2 separate regions of the Mus musculus genome follow, and region 2 is linked to region 1. A link is a contact called in public Hi-C data. All regions are on one chromosome and are shown on one strand. The core of a region is the stretch at or near the end of the contact, and the rest is flanking DNA. Distances in the headings are between cores, read along the strand shown.

Evidence for each region. Hi-C and Micro-C count contacts between places; a contact is called where the count stands out from the background.
Region 2: a contact with region 1 is called in a Hi-C map of bone marrow-derived macrophages, with 33 read pairs. The contact joins two enhancer-like sites. A contact is called at or near these places in 2 of 15 datasets of contacts at CTCF or cohesin (large pre-B cells and pro-B cells), 7 of 484 Hi-C or Micro-C datasets (B cells, DN3 thymocytes, bone marrow-derived dendritic cells and 4 more), 4 of 115 datasets of contacts at active chromatin or transcription factors (the 230-238 cell line, CD8 T cells, effector CD8 T cells and 1 more) and 1 of 9 other capture datasets (embryonic stem cells).

The regions. Positions count from the first base shown.
Region 1 is chr13:30,580,243-30,584,982 of GRCm38.p6, forward strand. No RefSeq gene overlaps it. Among named protein-coding and RNA genes, the nearest start is that of Gm35109, 32 kb to the right of the region's middle. Within about 2 kb of position 2,544, at least 26 of the 459 cell types and tissues checked have an H3K27ac peak or open chromatin away from gene starts, as enhancers often do. A contact at or near this core is called in bone marrow-derived macrophages, where this site is marked.
Region 2 is chr13:30,768,035-30,772,409 of GRCm38.p6, forward strand. No RefSeq gene overlaps it. Among named protein-coding and RNA genes, the nearest start is that of Irf4, 21 kb to the left of the region's middle. Within about 2 kb of position 1,402, at least 3 of the 459 cell types and tissues checked have an H3K27ac peak or open chromatin away from gene starts, as enhancers often do. A contact at or near this core is called in bone marrow-derived macrophages, where this site is marked.

The DNA.
Region 1 (4,740 bases), core at 1,294-3,793:
AAACTTCTGCTTTGTGCTGACTTCTAAACTGTGACCTCTAGACAGGTGTCATTGAATACCAGACAAGGCTGGTCATCCAGGTTCTGTGAGACCTGTGAGACTTAGGATGCCGGGAAGTGTTCATCCCTGCACTGAAGGGATGACAATCACAGCACCTGCTTTGGCCAGGACTTGCTGTTGCTGCTGCATAGAAGCCACTATAAAGTGGCTAGTCATTACTGTGTAAGACAAGCTCCCTCCTTAAAAACTAGGAAAAGCATTTTCTGTAGATGAAATAACCTGTTGGTATTCAATGACACCTGTTTAGAGGTCACAGTTTAGAGGTCAGCACAAAGCAGTTTTATTGTTTTTTATTTTTTTTATTAGATATTTTCTTCATTTACATCTCAAATGCTATCGCAAAAGTCTCCTATACCCACCCCTTGATCCCCTACCCACCCCACTCCCACTTCTTGGTCCTGGCATTCCCCTGTACTGGGGCATATAAAGTTTGAAAGACCAAGGGGCCTTTTTTTCCCAATGATGGCCGACTAGGCCATCTTCAAAGCAGAAGTTTTATAAGATGAACCCGTCCTTGTATCAGATGGAGACAACACAAGTATCATCGATCCTAAAGTCATGCCCTCTCCCAGGCCCGTGGGTACAGACAACCTTCTCCTGTTTACCAAAATAGATTTGTTCGGTCTATATTTGACCTTTATGTAAATTGAATCTCAAGGAAAATGTTTAACGACTATCTTCTTTCCTCCATGGTTTTTGGTTTTTTTTTTGAGATTTTTAGAGATTTGCTTATTTTATGTATATGACAGTTTTGCCTGCATGTAAGTCTGTGTGGCATGTCTGTGCCTAGATAGAGATCACAGAGGTCAGGTGAGAGTATTAGGTCCCCTAGAACTGGAGTTACAGATGGTTGTGAGCCACTGTGTGCTTGCTGGGAGTCAAACCTGGTTTCTCTGCAAGAGCAAGTGCTTTTAAACACTGAGCCATCTCTCCAGCCCCTATTCATTGTCTTGAGTTTTGTTAATATGGTTACATATGATTTTATATATAAAATCTCATTGTTATATGGTATTCTGTTATTTGAATAAAGCATAGCTACCTCTTTTATTTTACTGTTTTACATCCAGGTGGTTCGTAAACATTAGCTGTTACTTATATACACATTTCTTCTAAGCAATAGACAGTATCAGTTCCCAAAAACTGCCCTACTATTACATCCCACAGAGTAGTAACCATGCATTCCAGTTGTTCACTAACTTACTCCCTTTTCATATTTTCTGAGTTTTCAACTTAGCCATTTTGTTAAGCATGTAATGAATGTAACTTTAGGGGAAAAAAGGTCTTTAAGGGGAACAAAATGTGTGATCTCCCTATGAGAAATGACCCTGTGAGTATTTCAGGGCATTTTCTACTATTCAGAGATGAGCCTTTGAGAAATGAGGGTAGTCTGGAGAAATGGCTCAGCGATTAAGATCATTTAGATGTTCTTTCAAAGGACCCAGGTTCAATTCCCAGCACTTTAGATGCTTTAGAACTGTCCTTAACCTAATTCCAGGGGATCTGATACCCCATTCTGGCTTTCAAGAGCACTGCATGAACATTATTCACAAACAAAGGGGTAGGGAAAAAAAACACACCTAACTACATAAAATAAATAACACTTTAAAAAGACAAGAGGGATTTTTTTTTTCCTTTCCGTGGTCATTTGGATCAGCTTTTCCCTGGAGCCAGACCCTTACCAATTAGGTCCAAACCGTCAAAACCATCTTCCCTTGCCTTCAGAGAGTGTCCTATCTGGTCCTCTGAGTTCTTACGAACACCTCTGAGGCAAACAGAGCCTTCCTGAGTCTTCTTGGTTCTGACAATGGGAGGTGAGGTGAAGCTCACTGATAATGCACTCTCCTAGCATGTATGAGGTTCTGGGTTCAATTCCCAGCATCCACACAAAACCCTGGTAAACAGTACTTACTGAGTGCTGCCAGCCACTGTTCTGGGGCGGAACACAGAACAAAGCACTGTGCTTGCCACTCAGGGGGAGGAGGAGCTAACTGGGTCTTCTCAATAAGCCCATGTTTTCAACTGCCTGTGTTTGAAGCAACAGAAACAGAGCTCTGCATTTTACTTCTTGAGGTGCCCCGGAAGCTCTCAGGTTAAAAAAAGCATCTGGAATAATTTATCATGAAGTGAAAAAGGAGCTTCGGGCAAGCAGCCCTCAGCCACCCATAAATGACAGTACTGTATCACTACAGCGGAAGATGAACTTATTGATCTCGCAAGGGAGTGTAATGAACCGATGCTTGCTTGGTGGACACGGCAGCAGACAAAAAACTATCTAGCCACATAGTGCATGTAGTGGGCAGGAGAAGCCACAGAGTGGGAGACAGTTTCCAGAAAAGGGAAGCTGGAGTTGCATTTTCAAGCCATGTTGCAGACAGGCCCTGTGGGTGGAGCACCCATCCTGGGAAGATGAACTTGCTTCATGCCTGGTTTACAGCTCCTGGGTGCTTTTCATGGTCATACTGTGTTCCTCAGGGCACCCCCAGAGGGAGCTGCATAGCATGCTTCCTGTTTTATAGGCACTAGTGAAGGTAACTCTGAGGGTGGTGGCCATGGCTATGATCCTATCATGCAGGAGGCAGAAGTAGGAGGGTATCAGCTCACTAGATCCCTTCCAGTCTCAGACGTGTTTCCCTTTATGTAAAAAAAACTACCTCTTTATTCTTCTTCTTTCATAATGAAGGGTCAAAGGGTTGGGGAGGTGCTCGATGGTAGATGGGTTACCCAAATATAAGAGGCCATGGATTTGATCCTCTGTACTGGGGATGGGGGCCAGGCAAGGACGTTTCTTTACCTGTTTGAGTCTTCATCTCTGGCACCCAACATTCCTTAAAAGTACAAGCATGCCAAAAGAGTGACAGACAGTTGCTAAATTGGTCATCAGAAAAGTAAGTGACGCCTTCAAGGGAAAGCCAAGTTCCAACAGGGATTCATGTGCCTGGGACTTTGTACCAGTCTTTGGCTAGTTAAATGTCACCATCTGGACAGTGGGAAACTGCTGATTGTCACTCACTGAGTGTCTCCTGTGCAGAGGGACTGTCCTTCCCACTTCCCCAGTGTCCCCCAAGCTTGTGCAGGCTCTGGTTACCTGTTCTATTTCAAAGTAGCCAGGGTGTGGGCTAGGAGTTCCCCCAGAAGGAAGAAAAGGGAAGAGCTGTGTTCTGAAGAATGACCGGAGCCTCCACATAAAGGCTTCTCTTCTCTGGGGAGCCTTCGCTCTGTTGCAGCTGTGGAAGGCACTTCACAGGTCCATATCAGCAGGCTCTATGGAGATGCTCAGAAAACTCCTTCTTTTCTGCCAGCCATTAATTCCGTCCTTGTCCTGGACTGAAGAGTGGTGTTTTCCTTTGCATTTTGAGAATAGAGCCTTGACTAGCTCTAGCTCTGTTCTGTGTGTCCCAGTTTGAACCCTGAATCAGCAGCTACTTCTCAGACTACTTCAGGTTTGGGCCTGTGTTGAGGACAGGGACCACGCTTCAGCAGAAAGGTCAGTGATGTTCCAGATGTAAGAAGGAAGGAATCTAGAGATGTGAGTGCTCAGGCCTAATGGGGGCAAGGGTGTGTCTGTGACTTTTCCATTGGTGAAGTCCTGGACCACTAGGGAGAAACTTAGGAGATCACAGGAAAAACCCACAAGGGTGCCTCTCTCTGTGGAGAGGAAATCACCAAGTTGATAATAGTGAGAGAGAGAGAGAGAGAGAGAGAGAGAGAGAGAGAGAGAGAGAGAGAGAGAGAGAGGAGGATAGTACATAAGTACATACCAGGAAACCAAGCCATAAATTATGAAAGTATCAGTTACTCCCTGAGAGCCCCTGTTTTTAACTGACTTCTGTTGGTGGGGGAAGGGAATAGATCTATGTCTCAGGACTTTGGGTAGTAATTGCACATAGCAAAGCATTTCTTTCTTAATGTATAGGAAGAGCCAAGCTCTGGCTGAAATCCCATGAAACTGAATTAATTGTCTTGTCTTTTATTCTTCACTCCTGGGGAGGTCTGATTTCTCTCAGGTATCTGTGGATCTCCCAGAAGGCGAGGCTCTCCCAGGCACTGTGACTTCCATAATAGACTCCCTGGTGTCACTCTTCTCCCTCCGGGTCTACACATGTCATTTTGTGTGAATCCCATAGCCCAAAACCTTTACCTGAAATTTGAGATGTTTTCCCATAGAGTTTAGGGCATGAGTGCTCCCTGCTTTGCCCCAGGATCAATGAGAGGGTACCTTATATGTGTCCTTTCTCTTTCCTCCTACCCATCTCTGGGTCTATGCCACCATCCTGTGCAAACTCCACCCTCCCCTCCCCCATCAGCTCCACTAACTTCCTTCCTTCTTTTTATTTTGAATATTATAATTTAAAAAATTATTGCTTAATTATGTGGATTTTAGCCTATATGCATATCTGTGTACCATGTGTGCTCCCTGGTACCTACAGAGGCCAGAAGAGGGTGTCACATCCCCTGGAAATGGAGTTACAGATGGTTGTAAGCTACTCTGTGGGTACTGGGAATATATTTTTTTTGGCTTGAATTATGGCTCAGTGGCATAACATGTGCTTAGAAAGTTCCTAGGTTTCATCCCCAAATCACCAAATAATTCCTGTGGTGAATTTAGCACATACTAAAATGAGATAATCTCAGCATTTGCTCCAAACTGATTCCTCCAAGCTGGCAGTTCTCCCATCCAAG
Region 2 (4,375 bases), core at 152-2,651, 190 kb after region 1:
CATTTAGCAAGGATCTAAACAACATATTGAATTTACTAAATAAAAACCAATTGCTCTACTATTCCTACTTTGGGAGCTCTGTGTGTCCCATAAGTATAGATGGGCTCAGGCCAGCATGCACAGCCAGGATTTCTCCAGAAAGTTCTACTACTTGAACCTAAGCTTGTTTGAAGAGATTTTGCTGACTTTTGAGTTCTTACATGATATTCCTATTCCCACAGGGCTTCTGGTCTTAGACTTTTCTTTCCAGTTACAACTTTGGTTGTTGGATTTGGTTTTCTATAGTTGGTAGTATTAAGACAAATACAGGGTTTTTCACATGGGCAACACTCATCCATCCCAGAAACAAACAAACAAACAAACAAACAAAAACATGGCGTCTCCTACATGCCTTATTTCTGGGAAGGGACTGCAAGGTTGGTTGTAATATCTCATGTTTTCTAGCAGAAATGTCTTTTAATAAATGTCTAGTTAGGAATTATAGGGCACCCAAGGATGTTTCTTCTACAGCCTAAGCCAGGGGCCAGAGGATGTCTACACAGGTACCCTGCTCTTCCCTGGAAGACTTCTGCCCACCTGCTCACCTGGCCAGCTCTCTCTCATGATGATAGAACATCCTTTCTTTCTAAGCACTTCACCTTTCAGTGGCATCTCTGTGCCACTGAGAAACGATTTCATACTTTCTCTTGCTTTGCCTCCTCTCCTTTGGGACTAAGGATCAAAACAGCCAGAACAGTGGGGGATAGTGATCTGAGAAAAGTATGCTGGAAGGAATGGTGAGAGCCATGAGTTAGAAAGAACCATAGCTGCAAGATGAGAGAACAACTCCATGGTTAACGGTGTGGATCAACACCTGAAAATGATGGAGATGCTGAGATGGGTCTGATCAGAGCTGACTGTGGGCCAGAACTTACACACACACACACACACACACACACACACACACACGTGCGAGAACCCCTCACACACACAGGATGGTGGGGCAGAGTTTAGGTACTAGAAGCTCCTTCAAGGGTGCATCTTCAATAATAATCTTCAATTATCTAACTTTTCTCACACTAGACCCCACCTATCAAAGGTTGTACTTAAGGTTGTATCACCTCCCAGTAGTGCTCATCAGCCACAAAAGCTATTAACATTGGTATTTACTGTTTGTGTCTATGGCATATCACTGGTCATTCCTTTTTTATTTTTTTAACTTTTTATTGATTGTTTATGAATTTCACATCATGTACCTCAGTCCCACTCATCTCCCATCTCTTCATATCCACCCTCCACCCTTGTCACCTACCCGCCTCCGAAAAAAAATTTTTGGAAGCTGCAGTGTGTCACAGTGTGTCCCACAGTATACCCTTTTGTCCACACTTCCTTATATGCAAATGTTCATTGCAATGAGTCATTGGTCTGGTTCAAGGCCTCTGGCTTCTGTTACACTGTCAATACTGGATCCTCACCAGGGCTCTTCTCATATAGAATCTCCTCCTGTTGTCCTATGTCATGGAGATCTTGAAGCTTTGGGCCTGTAGTACCCTCTCCTTCACATATACCAGCAGTTCATAGATGGCATAGAGCTAACTCAAAACCCTGGATCTGGGCCTGGGTGGTAGCTAAGTTGGTCAGCATGCCAGCTCTCCTGCACCCACACCACCAGGGCAAGCTCTCCAGGAGTACCCTGGCTAACTCACCCAATGCCACAGGCATCTAGAGCCAGAGCAAGCTTTCCAGCTCTGCCGTTGAAGCTCACCCACACCAACACCAGCAGAGCCAACTCTATTCTGCTGCTCAGGCAAGGGACAGGACTCACTTTCTTTAGTGTTATAGCTAGTGAGGAGCAGGGCCAGCTCTCCTGTTCTCATGGCCTTGTGGCCAGCTTCCCCTTCTACCTTAGGTGGAGAGGGGTAAGGTGGAAGAGGAGGGCATCTCCTTCTTGCTCATGCCACCCCACAGTAGACAAGTTGTGGGGCCAGCTCTCCCATGCTCATACCCACAGGGCTGGCTCACTTGCACCTCTGCTGCCAGGGTTGACTGTACCGTGCTGCCCTGGTGAGGTGCAGGGCCCACTTTTCCAAGTCCTACAGCCAGTAATTGTCAGGGAACAATGGCCATTCTAAGAAACACACATCACTGGCAAAGTCAACCACTGTGACATCAACAGGATACAACCTAGAGTCGTTAGATAGAGGAAACCTCAGTTAAGGAAACGCCTCCATGATACTGGCTTGAAAGCAAGTCTGTAGTGCATTTTCTTAATTAGTGATTGAAGTGGGGAGGGAGTTAAGGTCCTGGGGTCCTGGGTGCTATGGAAATCAGGCTAATCAAGCCATGGAGAGAACAAGGCAGTAAGCAGCGCTCCTCCACAGCCTCTGCTTCAGTTCCTGTCTCCAGGTTCCTGCCTTGAGTTCCTGCCCTGACTTCCCTGGAAAATGAACTACAAGCTATAAGCTGATATAAAACCTGTCTTTCCCAAGTTGTTTTATCTGTCATGTTTTATCACAGCAATAGAAACCCTAACTAAGACTTCATAAACTAAGAGTCAAAGGATAGAAATCAATCTACTAAGCAAATGGAAGCTAAAACAAAACTGTTAGAACCATCTTCATACCTGATAAAGTTGAGTTGAAACCTTCAAACCAAAAATAGCCAGAAGAGATAAATCAGATCACTGTAACGTTACTGAAAGGACAATTCTTCAGGAGCAAATAATAGAGACACTACCACAATACTCTTAGATCTGATAAACATTTTTAGCAAAATAACTGTATACAAAAGCAACATGCAAAAACCAAAAAACAAAAACGCCATAGCTTTTTAAACATATAAAAACAAGAGATGACCTAAGAAAGAAGAAAATAGGATAACTACACAAAAATACTAGGGCTCATGTTCATTAAGAAACCTTAAAATGCACAAAAAACCGATCCAGGTACAACAATAGTGGAAGATGTCAATAATTCCCACTCAAATCTTTTTTGTTTGGTTTGGTTTGGTTTGGTTTTGCCAGATAGGGTTTCACCATGAAGTCTTGCCGGACTATAACTTGCTATTCGATCAGACTGGCCTCAAACTCACAAAGGTCCACAGGTTAGGGTTAGGGTTAAGTTCTCCTGCCTCTGCCTCTGGATGCTGAGATTAAAGACTGTGACACCATGTCTAGTCTCATCCTTAGATAGGTCTCTGGGATGGTCAGCTTTAATTGCCAACCTAATAAAGTCTAGGGTCAACATGACCTGAGAGGAGAGTCCAGATGAGTGACTGTCAACATGGAGTGTCAACAACTTTGGGCAAGCCTGTAGAGAATATCTTATGTAAGTTAATTGATGTAGGAAGACCCAGCCCACTGTAAGTGGTACCATCCCCTTGGCAGGGTTCCTGATCTGTTTAAGAGTGGGAAAATGAGCTGAGAACCAGCAGGTATGTGTGCATTCATTTTTCTCTCCCCTCAACTGTAGTTTTAATTTGACTTGCTGTTTGAGTTGTTGTCTTGGCTCTCCCAAAATGATGGACTGCAACCTAGAATTTTAAGCTGAAATACAAACCCTTTTCTCTCTAAGTGGTTGTGTGTGAGAGAGGGAGAGAGACAGAGACGGAGGCACACACACACTCAGAGAGGGGGGAGAGAGGGAGAGGGGGGGAGGGAGAGAGGGAGAAAGAGGGGTATTTTTTAAAATTACAGGAACAAAAATGAAACTAGGAGTTTCCAAACTAAAAGTAAGCAAAAAAACTTCACAATTAAAACATGTCAGGTATCAACTGGACTTAAGAGGTATCAAACAGACTGGTCCATCTAAAAGATACAAAGTATACATTATTCTCCTTTAGCCATAGAATCTTTTTTAAAACTAACCTGAATCTGTTGCCTACCTGTGGATCCTGTTCTCCTAACTGAGCTGCCTTGTCTTGCCTCAGTGGGAGAGGATGTGCAGTAACTTGATGTGCCAGGGTGGGGTGATATCCAGAGCGGCTCTCCCTATTCAGAGGAGGAATAGGGAAGGGGCTATGTGAGGAGGGGCCTGGGAGGAAGGGAGGCTGTGGTCAGAATGTAAAGTGAATGAATAAATTAATTAATGAAAAATAAAACAAAACAAGACAACGCACATTATAAACCACAAAACAATCCTTATCCATCAAAGGAACATTTGAAAACGCTTGCACTGCATTATACCATAGTAGAATAAAACTAAAATTAAAAAGTAACAGCAACAAAACCAACACACATTCTAGGAAAGTGAGCAATGAGTCATTGAAGAAGCAAGGGAAGAAAAAATTTCAATCCCTAGAGTCAGATGAAAAGAACTGCTCAACTTACTAGAACTTCTGTGGCACATCTAAGGCATTCTGCAAGGAAGGTGATGGTCATATGTGTTTATATTAGCAA